Regions from separate parts of the Mus musculus genome. Here regions 1 and 2 are each linked to region 3. The links are chromatin contacts, called in public Hi-C and promoter capture Hi-C maps. All regions are on one chromosome and are shown on one strand. Each heading gives the region's core, a stretch centred on a gene start, on an enhancer-like site or on the middle of the called end of the contact. The rest is flanking DNA. Distances are from core to core; before and after follow the strand shown.

Region 1 (3,451 bases), core at 792-3,291, 1.6 Mb before region 3:
CTGGAAGAGCAGTGAGTGCTCTTAACCACTGAGCCATCTCTCCAGCCCCCTCCATCACTTTTTTTTTTTTTTTTTAAGATTTATTTATTTATTATATGTAAGTACACTGTAGCTGTCTTCAGACACTCCAGAAGAGGGAGTCAGATCTTGTTACGGATGGTTGTGAGCCACCATGTGGTTGCTGGGATTTGAACTCCGGACCTTCGGAAGAGCAGTCGGGTGCTCTTACCCACTGAGCCATCTCACCAGCCCCCCTCCATCACTTTTATTGTAAAAGTTTATAACCAAAGTTTCAAATTTTTCAAAAATATATTACTTTTAATTTTATGTGTGTATGTACATTTGCATAAAGATGCTCACAGAGGCACCCTTGGTCTAGAGTTACAGGTGGTTGTAAGGTGCCTGATGTGGGAACCCTTGTCCTCTACAATAGTACACTCCTTCAAACCAATGAGCCACCTTTCCAGCCCCCCTTTTCATTTGATTCAACATTATTTTCTAATTTAGTTTGTGATTTAAAAAAAACCCAAAACCCTCTTATTTAGAGTGGTGTTTACGCTTTTCAAATATTTATTGATTTCTCACTTTTCTAGTCCAAATATGGCTAAAAATATGTTATGTGACCAAAATCTTTCCAAATTTATTTCGACTTCTTTTAGGTCTTATATATGGCCTATAATGAATTTCTGTGTGCTTAAAGGTATAGCTTCCCATTGTTTGAGTACTGTTAGACAAGACTTCACTCACTCTGGGGCCCAGGCTGGCTTGGAACTATGTAACTTCCTTACCTCTGCAGTGTTAAGAGTCTGTATATGGGCACAGACAGGTGTTGCTTTGCTTTAATTATGAGAAGGGCAAGGTTACTTCATCATTGCTCTCTGTGGCTGACTTGGTTTTCCTCTTTCAACCCCTTCAAGACCTTCAATGTCGCTAGATTCTGAACTTGGACAAGGATTTGTCCCACAGTGGCTTATCATTCTTGCCTGGCTTGAATTGGAAGATTTTCAGCTCCAGATTTTGTTTTGGTCTAACAAACTCTTCCTATTTCTTCCCTCAAAGGTTTATTTTTTTTTTTAACGTAGAGCTCTAACTAGCCCTTTGGTATGCCAACTGCCACCTCATGGTCATAAGCAGTAGCAGAACGTGGGAATGTGTAGACCTGGCTTGAGTTGGCGTGAATAGCCAACAAGAACTCCGCCTTCATTTTGGAAGATATGCAGACCTCAAAGTCATTGCACCATCTGCCATGGTTCCGAAAACCTACATTTGAGAGCACTATTGTAATAGCGATCTGTGAGGACTTAAAAGTAGGGAAGGGGCCGGGTGTGGTGGCGAACGCCTTTAACCCCAGCACTCGGGAGGCAGAGGCAGGCGGATTTCTGAGTTTGAGGCCAGCCTGGTCTACAGAGTGAGTTCCAGGACAGCCAGGGCTATACAGAGAAACCCTGTCTCGAACCTCCCCCAACCCCACAAAAAAAAAAAAAAAAAAATGTAGGGAAGGGGCGCGGGATCAGGTAGGTCTTCTGTAGGAGATTCAAACTAAATGATCGCAACGTAGGGAACTCTCCAAATGCTCAGAAATACCACAAGTAAGTTGGGAAGCAGCAGTTTCACCCACCGGACAGTGGGCAGTTTTGTCGTTTTGCATGTTTTCCTCGAGGGAACCACGCGCACGGAAAAGTGAGGTCGTTTTAAACCCGTTGCCGAGTACGTAGGTAGGGCTAGGAGCGGAATGGTCGCAGAAAGGGTCGCTCCCAGGCCGGAGCGACTAGAAAGGCCAGGCCGCGGCCTCAGGGCGCAGAGCCACCCCAGGACTCAGCCTCAGCAGGGCCGTCCCTTCCTCCGGTCAGGAGTTTTGCGTTTCACCTCCAGGCGCGCCAGGGTGATGCCCGCTCCCCGAGATCGAGCGCAGGACTCCGGCAAGGGTGATAGTCCACAACTCAAGCCAGACGTAACTGCAACAAAGAACACTTCTCCAAACCGTAGTCAGTCCGCCCCCAACAGGGAGTCTGCAGGACGCCTGCAATGGAGCGGATGCGCGCGATTCAGCGACGTAAGGACGCGATGAAATAACGTCAACGGCACAGGGGCGGGTATCGTGACGCCAGTGACCCGCCAGGAAATACCAGCACAAGGGTGTACGCAGGCGCGGTGCTTAGACTAGGGTTCTGAGCTTGCGCAACGACCGATAAGACGCGGCGCGTGCGCACTGGTGTTTAGGGCGATGGGCGGGGTGTGGATGCCTTCGTTATGGCAGCCCGCGGTCTTTCTCAGTCTTGGGCTTCCTGACGCCTCCAGCAAGCGAGGTCTTTTGGGCCGGCTTCGCAGTTATGTACCCACCGCCGGCGCCGCCGCCGGCGCCTCACCGGGACTTCATCTCGGTGACGCTGAGCCTGGGCGAGAGCTACGACAACAGCAAGAGCCGGCGGCGGCGCTCATGCTGGAGGGTGAGGCGGGGTCCGGGCTGGGGAAGCCTTACCGAGGGAAGTACCTAGCTGGAGCGTTCGTGTCTCTTCCAGCGTCCAGAAGTTTCTGTGCTGCGTCTGGTTCTCGCAGCTTGGGTTTCGGTGTGGTTGCTTCCCCTGCCTAATGTCAGGTGCCCTGGGGATCCTGAGCTGAGGGGGCAATGAGCACAGCCCGTATGGTCCGACGATGCCTGAGCCAAGTCATGGGGATTTCAGGAGTTTTTCTCCAGTGCACGTGCAGCTGGACACATGGTGTACAGATCTTGTGCCATGTATGGGATGGTGTGCTCTGTCACCTCTAGCACTGTTCTGTCAATGTAAACTTTGCTGAGAGGGAACTTACCTGCCCTCAAGTAAGGACAAGCCTTACATAAGGGTCTCTCTGAATTGCTCTTTTAACCGAATCTGTGACAAGTGTCATTTTCCCGGCTCTTTCTTAGAAATGGAAGCAGCTTTCGAGGCTACAGCGGAATGTGATTCTCTTCGTCTTGGGCTTTCTGATTCTCTGTGGATTCCTGTACTCTCTTCATACGGCTGACCAGTGGAAAGGTATGAAATACCAGTGGTGCTCGAGCAGAGGAGATGCAGGCTGAGGTCAGATACAGTATTGCAATCCAGATAAAACAGTACCACAAGGCATGTGGTGACAGATTGGCAATAAATACAGCAGAGGGGAAAATGTGGAGCCCAGTATGACCAACTGGTGTACAGGTGACCCTGTAGGTCTTTGGGCCAACAGTGCTGTCCCTCCCCTCCCCATCAGTCTATAGCAGCAGATCAGCACTAATCACATGTCCCTACCACGTGGTACAGTGTGTTTGCCTGGGACCAGTGGATATCCTGAGAGGATCCTAGGATTCCTTCTGGGCTGCTTTAAGGTTGGAAACCCAAACATTGCTTCAGATTGCTCAAGTCAAGCTGCCTGTTTGGGCACTATTAAATTGATATGTTGCGGGGCTGAGGGGGTTGTTGTATGTTGTGTTTAA
Region 2 (3,615 bases), core at 844-3,343, 1.6 Mb after region 3:
GGCTTCTTGGCCATGTGGACCTGCCTTTCTGTAAAACGGCTCATAACATCAGAACCTGCCGCCTCCTCAGAGTCGGACAGGGAAGACGGAGGGCCAGGAGGAAACAAGAAATCCAGTAAGACACAAGATGCTTTCTAAACAGAACATTGGCCGTGACCTTGTGGTCATGGTATTTGTTAGTTGGAAGCTAGTCAGTTCCAGCCCACTTCAGGGGATGGGGTTAGGGCTGGTGGGGATCGGCCGGCGGCTTAGGGTTGATGTATGGGCTGAGCAGAAGAGTTAGCATGCAGGCCAATGGGAGGTGTGTGCCAGAGGGGCACATCTGACTTTGCTTACCTGTCGACCCTCCAGTGTGTAGGCTGGGAGAGGAGACCAAGAGAGGACATGACTGTCCCTGTACCACTGCCCAGAGCCAGGCTTGCTGTAGTTTATATCCCTGCCACTCTCCATCCCCACCCACAATTCTTCCAACTCTTAAGGTTGTGTTTTAGTCACAGCTGACAGCAGTCCCCAAGTGTTACGGTGTCATCTTACACACACATACACACACACACACACACACACACACACACACGGTCAAGTAGGTGCTGGAATGAGTCTCCACTGTGCTTATGGGAGACCAGGTAGGCCTTGAGAGGAAAACAAAGGACAGAGATGGGTGACTCACATGGCCTTTAGCCTCCTGAGATCGAAGGGCCAGGGATATGGAAACACAGAGGTTGGTTGTCCTGGCACCAGGGTGGCCATGAGCAGCAGGAAGCATCTTCTTCCTCACCTGCTATTGCCTTCATTGCTGTCACCCCACCCCACCCCACCCCCCATCTGCACACCTGCTGCTGTCTCTTGACTTTTTCCTCTTCCATTTTCAGGTATGTGTGTTATACATATATGTGTATATATGTTGTGCATGAGTTTTGGTTCATTTGTTTTGAGACTGGGTCTCTACATAGCACTAGCTATCCTGGAACTCACTGTGTAGACCCCAGAACTCACAGACATCCTCTTCCGAGTGCTGGGAACTCCAACACACTGGGCGTAGATGCATGTGTTGGCACATGCATATGGTAGGTGCTGTGATCATTGAGGGAGGCAGGGTCTCAACTAATAGGGCTGGGCTTGCTGGCCAGCTTGCTCTGGAGATTCCGTCTCTATCCTTTGAGGCTAGATTTATATCTGTCTGGATAGCCACAGCCATCAGGCATTTGCCTGAGTCGTGGAGGTCCTGGCCCTGTAACCTCTGAGCCATTTCCCCAGCTTCTGACTTTTACGGTTGTCTGAACTTGGTGAAGTAGCAGAGCTGGAGAGCCATTCATCCATGTGCTTGTGCATCTCATAGGTCAGCCACACGAGAGAAAGCAGGAAGAGCAGTGCAGAAAGCTGACAGGGAGCGAGACAAGAGTCAGCGAGGTAGGCATGACGGTGACAAAAAGGTGACAGGCCTGGTACGTTGTGTTAGTGTCCTGTGGCTGCTCTAGCAGAATGCCATATACTGGATGACCCTGTGCAACAGAAATCTCTCGTGGTTCTAGAGGACAGAAGCCTAAAAGCAAGGCATCAACACCACTGAACCACAGCTTCTGGCATGGCTGTAGTCCTTAGCTTTAAATCCCCCTAAACGTGTCTGTAGTCCTCTGCCTCCACACAGCTGCCTCTGTGTGTCTGTGTCTCTGTGTGTCTGTGTCTGGTTGTCTCCATTACTGTAAGGACATCGTGTGTGTGTGTGTGTGTGTGTGTGTGTGTGTGTGTGTGTGTGTGTGTGTGAGAGAGAGAGAGAGAGAGAGAGAGAGAGAGAGTGTGTGAGAGTGAGAGAGTGAGCCCTGACCTGACCCCATCCCAGTCTAGCCTTGTGTTGCCTGGATCTGCAGGACCCAAGGGCTTTTGGAAGGACACAGCTGAGCCTGTGAGGAGGGTTATAGGGAAGGCCAGGTTCCTTAGGATCTGGCAGAATTTCACCTGTGTAGGAAGGCTTGAAGGCCACCAATGGTAGCACCAGCAGGTGGCGCTGTAACCTCTGGTGTGGAAGTTCAGTACTGCACTGCCCTGTCCCGAGTTTCCACAAAAGCTCATCTGGTTGCCAGGAGACAAAGCAAACTGTAAACAGGTCAGGAGTCATCCTTGGTGACACACACTGAAGGAAATCAGAATGAGAGCAGGCGAGCAGCAGGGTGTTGCTGGTAACCACTGAGGAGACCTCAGCTTCTCCCCCACCCCCTCTCCCCAACACACACACCTTGGGGCCTGGACTTTGCCTCCCTCTGGCTCGTCACCAGTAAGTTGCCTTGGCCTACTGCAGTTTCCAGACAGCTCCCCTACCTATTACCACAGGCCACAAGAAGTAGTTTTAGGGAAAGGTGAGCTGCTTATACAACACATGGCTGGCAGGGACCTTAGCCTTAGCCTGTCCCAGAGGAGGCATGTCTACCCAGCATGGCCTGCTGCCAACACTGGTTGGCTGGGCATGGGGACAACCCCTGGTTGGGTAATGGCAAGCCCCAGGTGACACTCCTTTACAGACAAGCCAGGGAGGGGCCAGGCACCAGGGCTAGGGCGGAGAATGCCTTCCAGTTATACTGGGCTTCTAGTGGTCAGAGCCCTGTCAAGGCAGGAAGAGCCTGAGTTGGTGGTTAGCAGGAATGGAGATGCAAACCAAGCTAGACAGATTTTTTTCATCCCCCTGACTCTAATGAGGGCCTCAACTCTGCTTTCTGTGTTGGGTCTTGAACCTCAAGAGAATCCTCTCTTAGAGGGTCACGGGGTGGTGCACGACTGCAATCCCAGCTGAGGCAGGAGAATTATGAGTTCAAGGTCATCCTGAGGTACACTGTGAGACCTGAATCCCCTACACACACACCCCCAAACTGAGTCTTAGAGGCATAGTACTTTCTTGGATAGGTGGCTTCCTTGTAGGCAAAGGTAGGTTTGGGGAGCCTCCAGGGCCCCTTACAGGTAGCTGAGACAGCCTGAGGAGGTAGAGATGGGAAGGAATGTGGCATCTCCATAAAAATGACAAGTCCCAGAAGAAGGGAGAGTTCCCATGGCAACCTAGTACAGTTGCTTAGCAACCATAGTCCCCCAAAATACCTGCAGGAAGACTCCCGGCTAGGGGCTTTCCCACCGCCTGTGTGTGGCTCTTAGCTCTGAGTGGTTACCTCCTGTGGTTGATCCACCCACACCTCCATATAGGGCCTAGCAGCCCACAGCCCCAGGATCCTTACTGAGAGAAACCCCAGTCTACTCCCTCTTCCTATTACCCCAAGCTGCAGCTGCCTACCATCAGGCCAGTCCCTTAGCAACCAATGCCATTTTCTAGATATCCGAGTGACAATTGGACAGTGGTAGAATGTCAGAAAGATTCAGAATCAGCTGTACAGTCAATTGTAGCCTGGTGCCGGCCATTCCAGAGGGACAGGCACGATGTTTTAACAACACAAATACCCTGTAGCCCCGGACTCCCTAGTCCTGGGGCACGGCAGCATCCCAGGTGTGGCAAAGACCAAGAGTCCCCTGGAGCTCCTGGAATACAAGGCTGTGGTCTCAAACCAACTTTGAGACTAACTAGCCGGCTGACCACAGCATAATTCCTCTTGACCTGTTTCTCCATCTCTGGCTCATCTG
Region 3 (3,678 bases), core at 892-3,391:
CATGAAATAAATACTCTCCAACTTTTGAGCTGCCTGCAAGTTGTGCAGTGCACTTCAGGTTTCCAGCTTTTGTGATCCATCACCCATGCTGGGGTAGACTTTGGTGGTAAAGCTGTGTTTGAATCATTTCCACTCCTGTGAGTCACCCCATAAGGCTCAATTCATTTGCCTCTCTGGACTTCAGCAGTATTCTGCCTTTGGTTCTGCCAGAGATTTCCTGGAAAGAAGCTGTCTGCAGACTGACTCCTCCATGTGACTAATAGATAATAAACGTTTTGGAATATACTCACTTAGCAGGCCAACCTAAAAATTAAGAATGCTATCAGCACCAGGCACACCTTTAATCCCAGCACTCCACTTCAGAGGCAGATGCAGACTAATCTCTGTAAATTCAAGGCCAGCCTGGTCTACAGGGTCCAGGACATTACAAGCTACACAGAGAAGCCCTGTTTGGGGGACGGGAGGAACTGCCATCAGCATCTAGTCCTAAAGAAAGCTGTCATTTTGCTATATGACCTGGTATACACTCTAATGTATTTTAAACCTGCTTTGACTTTCTTCGTTCTGTCAAACTTCAAGAAACTACTTCAAGGAATATTTTCCCTTGGAAAATGGGACTTGGGGAAACCTAAACCCATGTTTACAGGCCACCATCATTCTAAATGGGCTCCAGACCAAATGCTTCATTGTGCTCACGTGCAGCATGTGTGTCCTGGCTGAGCAGGTACTCATGTGTCTTCCTACATGATACCACACAACAGCTCTCACACACATTAGGCAAGTACTCCAACACTAAATCATACTTCCAAACCTCCTTTTTCTTTTGGTAAATTTATTACATTTTAATCATGTGCACCATAAATGAGGGTGGCTGATGGGAACAATCTGGTCCTCTCCTAAGAGCTGTAGATACACAGAACTATTGCACCCTCTCTCCAGCTCCGTTTGTTTGTTTGTTTTTAACACATGATCTTAAGCCAGGCGGTGGTGGCACACCTGGGAGGCAGAAACAGGTGAATCTGAATTCAAGGCCAGCCTGGTCTACAGAGCAAGTTCCAGGATAGCCAAGGCTACACTGAGAAACCCTGTCTCCAAACAAGCAAACAAATAAAAGGGGTCTCAGTATGCAGTCCTGGCCATCTGGAATTCACAGTAATCTTTCTTGCTTGTTTGCCAAGTGCTGGTGTTAAAAGGCTTGCAGACCACCTCCCACCTGTGCCTCCCAGACTCGTTTACTTTTATGAGTGCTGTTTGTAAGTATGTCTGTGCATCAAGACCATCCCTGGTGCCACTGAGAGCCAGAAGAGTGTTAATGAGTCCCTAGAACTGGAATTAGGGGCTGGTGTCAGCTGCCATGTAGCTGCTGGGAACCAAATCTGGGTCCTATGCAAAAGTAGCAAGTGCTCTTAACCACTGAGCCATATCTCCACCCGCTCCTTTTACTTTCGGAGAGTTTCCTGAAGTTGCTCATGCAGAGGTGATCACATCCTGTAGTCCTGACAGGCAGGCGGGTCTTGACCTCGAGGTCTTTCTCCTCAGCCTCCCTACCAACCAGGCCCAGACGCAATTAACATTTTATGATTTAAGACTTGCTTCCACTTCCAAAGATAAGGAAATGTTAGCGCTTTAAACTAAACAGCCAAGAATGGAGTGTGCGTTCTTTCAACACAAGAAACACATTCACAGACAAGGGCTGAAAAACACACACGCCAGTAAGAAAACTCTTCACACTTGTAGTAGCAAGCCCGATTTTCTTTCCGTTCGAGTCTGGTAATTTCCTAACTGCCTCCCACTCCTTCAGGGCCCAGAGCTCAAGCTTTTGCTGTCCCCGCGAGTACCCACCCGCTCGAACTCATATCCCTTGCGGGGGGTCCGGCCCCGACCTAGGACAGCGGGCTCCTTACTGACGGCGTCTGCTCCCAAAAGCTGCTCGAGCCGGATGCCTTACCCCATGTGCTCCTCTGTCGTTCAGGGCCAGGCTGCGCGCAGATCTTCTTGGCCAAGTCCTGAAGATAGGTATCCTTGGCCAGGAGAGAAGCCATGCTGCCAACCAAGGCTGGGACCAGAATAGGAAGCTCCCGCGGTGGAGCCCCGCCGGAAGCTCCGTACACGCAGGTACCACCAGTAGAGCGGCGTGACCCCGCCGGAAGTATCTTATGCGCAGACGCAGCCTGGAGCACCGGAAGCCACCCCCAAGGATTAGCCGTAATCTAAACTCCAGGTTAGCAAACCAGCCAGCCAGCCCCGGAAGCCACAGTGTAAATCCGCTAGCAGCTGCTTTCCTCTCGGAGCTCAATTAGCCATGCCTGACGGGCCGGCTACTCCTCAATCTGGAGGCGTTTCTCTGAAAATGGAGCCTGTAACCTGAGAGGGCTGGGCTCCCACCGAGCTTGAAGCCCTCAGGGCCGGGCAGACCTGGGCTACTATAGCTCTTTCCCTACTGCTGGACTGAAGGTCAGAACCCCGCCTGCAGGGGATGCCCAGCATCCTATTGCCACTCCCGCCACACAGAGCAAAACGCAATCAGGTATAAAAAGACGTGGGCCACAACTAGAGACCTGAGTATGGCGTGGATCTTAGATTACATGCGGTAGCAATGAATCTCAATGGTGATGAGCCCTTAGGAATAAGAAACTACTTGCAGATGGCGTTAAAGCTACTTATGAGGAAATGAAGGGAAAGGCAAGCCCAAAGAAGAGCCTGCCCGGTAGTTTTTTGGGTGTGACCCAGCAACTCAGAAGTTCATGAAAAAAGGTGACACACAACTTACATCACTTGTGACTCTGAATTTCTAGAACACTAAATCCCCAAGCAGTATCTCCAGGGAGCTCTGGCCCTGGCCACGCAAGCAGAGGAAAGACAATGGTGCCCTTTAAAGGAGAAGTTTCGCTTTTAAATGTGAACGACAGAATTGACTAAACAATAAAACACTGTCTTTCACTAGGTGGCTAAGCTTTCTCCAGGGCACTTACAAGCTCTTCCAACAGTTAACACTGCTTTGGCATCACTGCTGGAAAACTCCCTCACTGGGGCAGTGACTTGCCCCTAGCTACACATTCCAGTGCTATGTTCTTTTTGGCTATTGTAGGTGCTGGGTCACCTGGTGACCAGCCTATGTTCCTTATAGACCCAGGACTACAACCATGGATGAGGCATGCTGATGGTAGTCAGGAGTGACAGGCTGAATGCACATACCTGCCCGAGAACCATGGTTTCTGTATGTCAGCCGTGAGCCTGGTACTGAGGGGCAATGGGGTCTGAGCTCCCGGTTTCTAAGATCTTCGCTTCTGAGCAAGACACCTCAGCCTTTCCAAGCCCAAGGCCAGTCCTTCTAAGATGCAGGCATGATAGCTCTAAGTAGGATGGCAAAAATAGGTGGCATCAAAGGTACAGGTGCTGCAGTCATATAGCTTGCAGTACTAGCGGATTCTTCATCCATTTATTTTATGTCACGGATTTACTAGATGCCAGGAACCCAAAGCTATATAAGGAGGGGCCGTCCCACTGTTCCCTCCATGGGTGTCAGGCCTCTTGGTGTTACTGTGCTCCTCACATGCGCTGCTTTGTGATGGACAACTCCTGGGAGAGGTTACCCAGCCACTCTAAGGACTTGGAGCTGTTGGAATCCCTCGGCGTCTTTTGGTGTCTCTATTGCCAACACTGTCTTTGCATCTCTGA

Evidence for each region. A called contact is a pair of places that touch in the nucleus more often than the background predicts. Capture Hi-C pulls out chosen DNA fragments and counts their contacts.
Region 1: a contact with region 3 is called in a promoter capture Hi-C map of liver, with 2.9 times the contacts expected there. The contact joins the promoter of AA543186 here to the promoter of Surf6 in region 3. A contact is called at or near these places in 3 of 39 promoter capture datasets (liver, pre-B cells and second pharyngeal arch cranial neural crest) and 1 of 9 other capture datasets (liver).
Region 2: a Hi-C map of B cells shows a contact between it and region 3, with 6 read pairs. The contact joins the enhancer-like site here to the promoter of Surf6 in region 3. A contact is called at or near these places in 3 of 39 promoter capture datasets (embryonic stem cells, hippocampal neurons and liver), 1 of 484 Hi-C or Micro-C datasets (B cells), 2 of 115 datasets of contacts at active chromatin or transcription factors (embryonic stem cells and thymic regulatory T cells) and 1 of 9 other capture datasets (liver).

Annotation. Positions count from the first base shown.
Region 1 is chr2:25,330,530-25,333,980 of GRCm38.p6, forward strand. AA543186 (expressed sequence AA543186) reads right to left here and starts at 2,042. Exons shown (of 2, transcript NR_027448.1): 1 at 1,619-2,042. It overlaps Man1b1 (mannosidase, alpha, class 1B, member 1), which reads left to right and starts at 2,214. Exons shown (of 13, transcript NM_001029983.2): 1 at 2,214-2,447; 2 at 2,906-3,014. The coding sequence starts at 2,331.
Region 2 is chr2:28,515,343-28,518,957 of GRCm38.p6, forward strand. It overlaps a transcript of Ralgds not described here. Among named protein-coding and RNA genes, the nearest start is that of Ralgds, 16 kb to the right of the region's middle. Within about 2 kb of position 2,094, at least 225 of the 459 cell types and tissues checked have an H3K27ac peak or open chromatin away from gene starts, as enhancers often do. A contact at or near this core is called in B cells, embryonic stem cells, hippocampal neurons and 2 more, where this site is marked.
Region 3 is chr2:26,900,746-26,904,423 of GRCm38.p6, forward strand. Surf6 (surfeit gene 6) reads right to left here and starts at 2,142. Exons shown (of 5, transcript NM_009298.4): 1 at 1,949-2,142. The coding sequence starts at 2,042.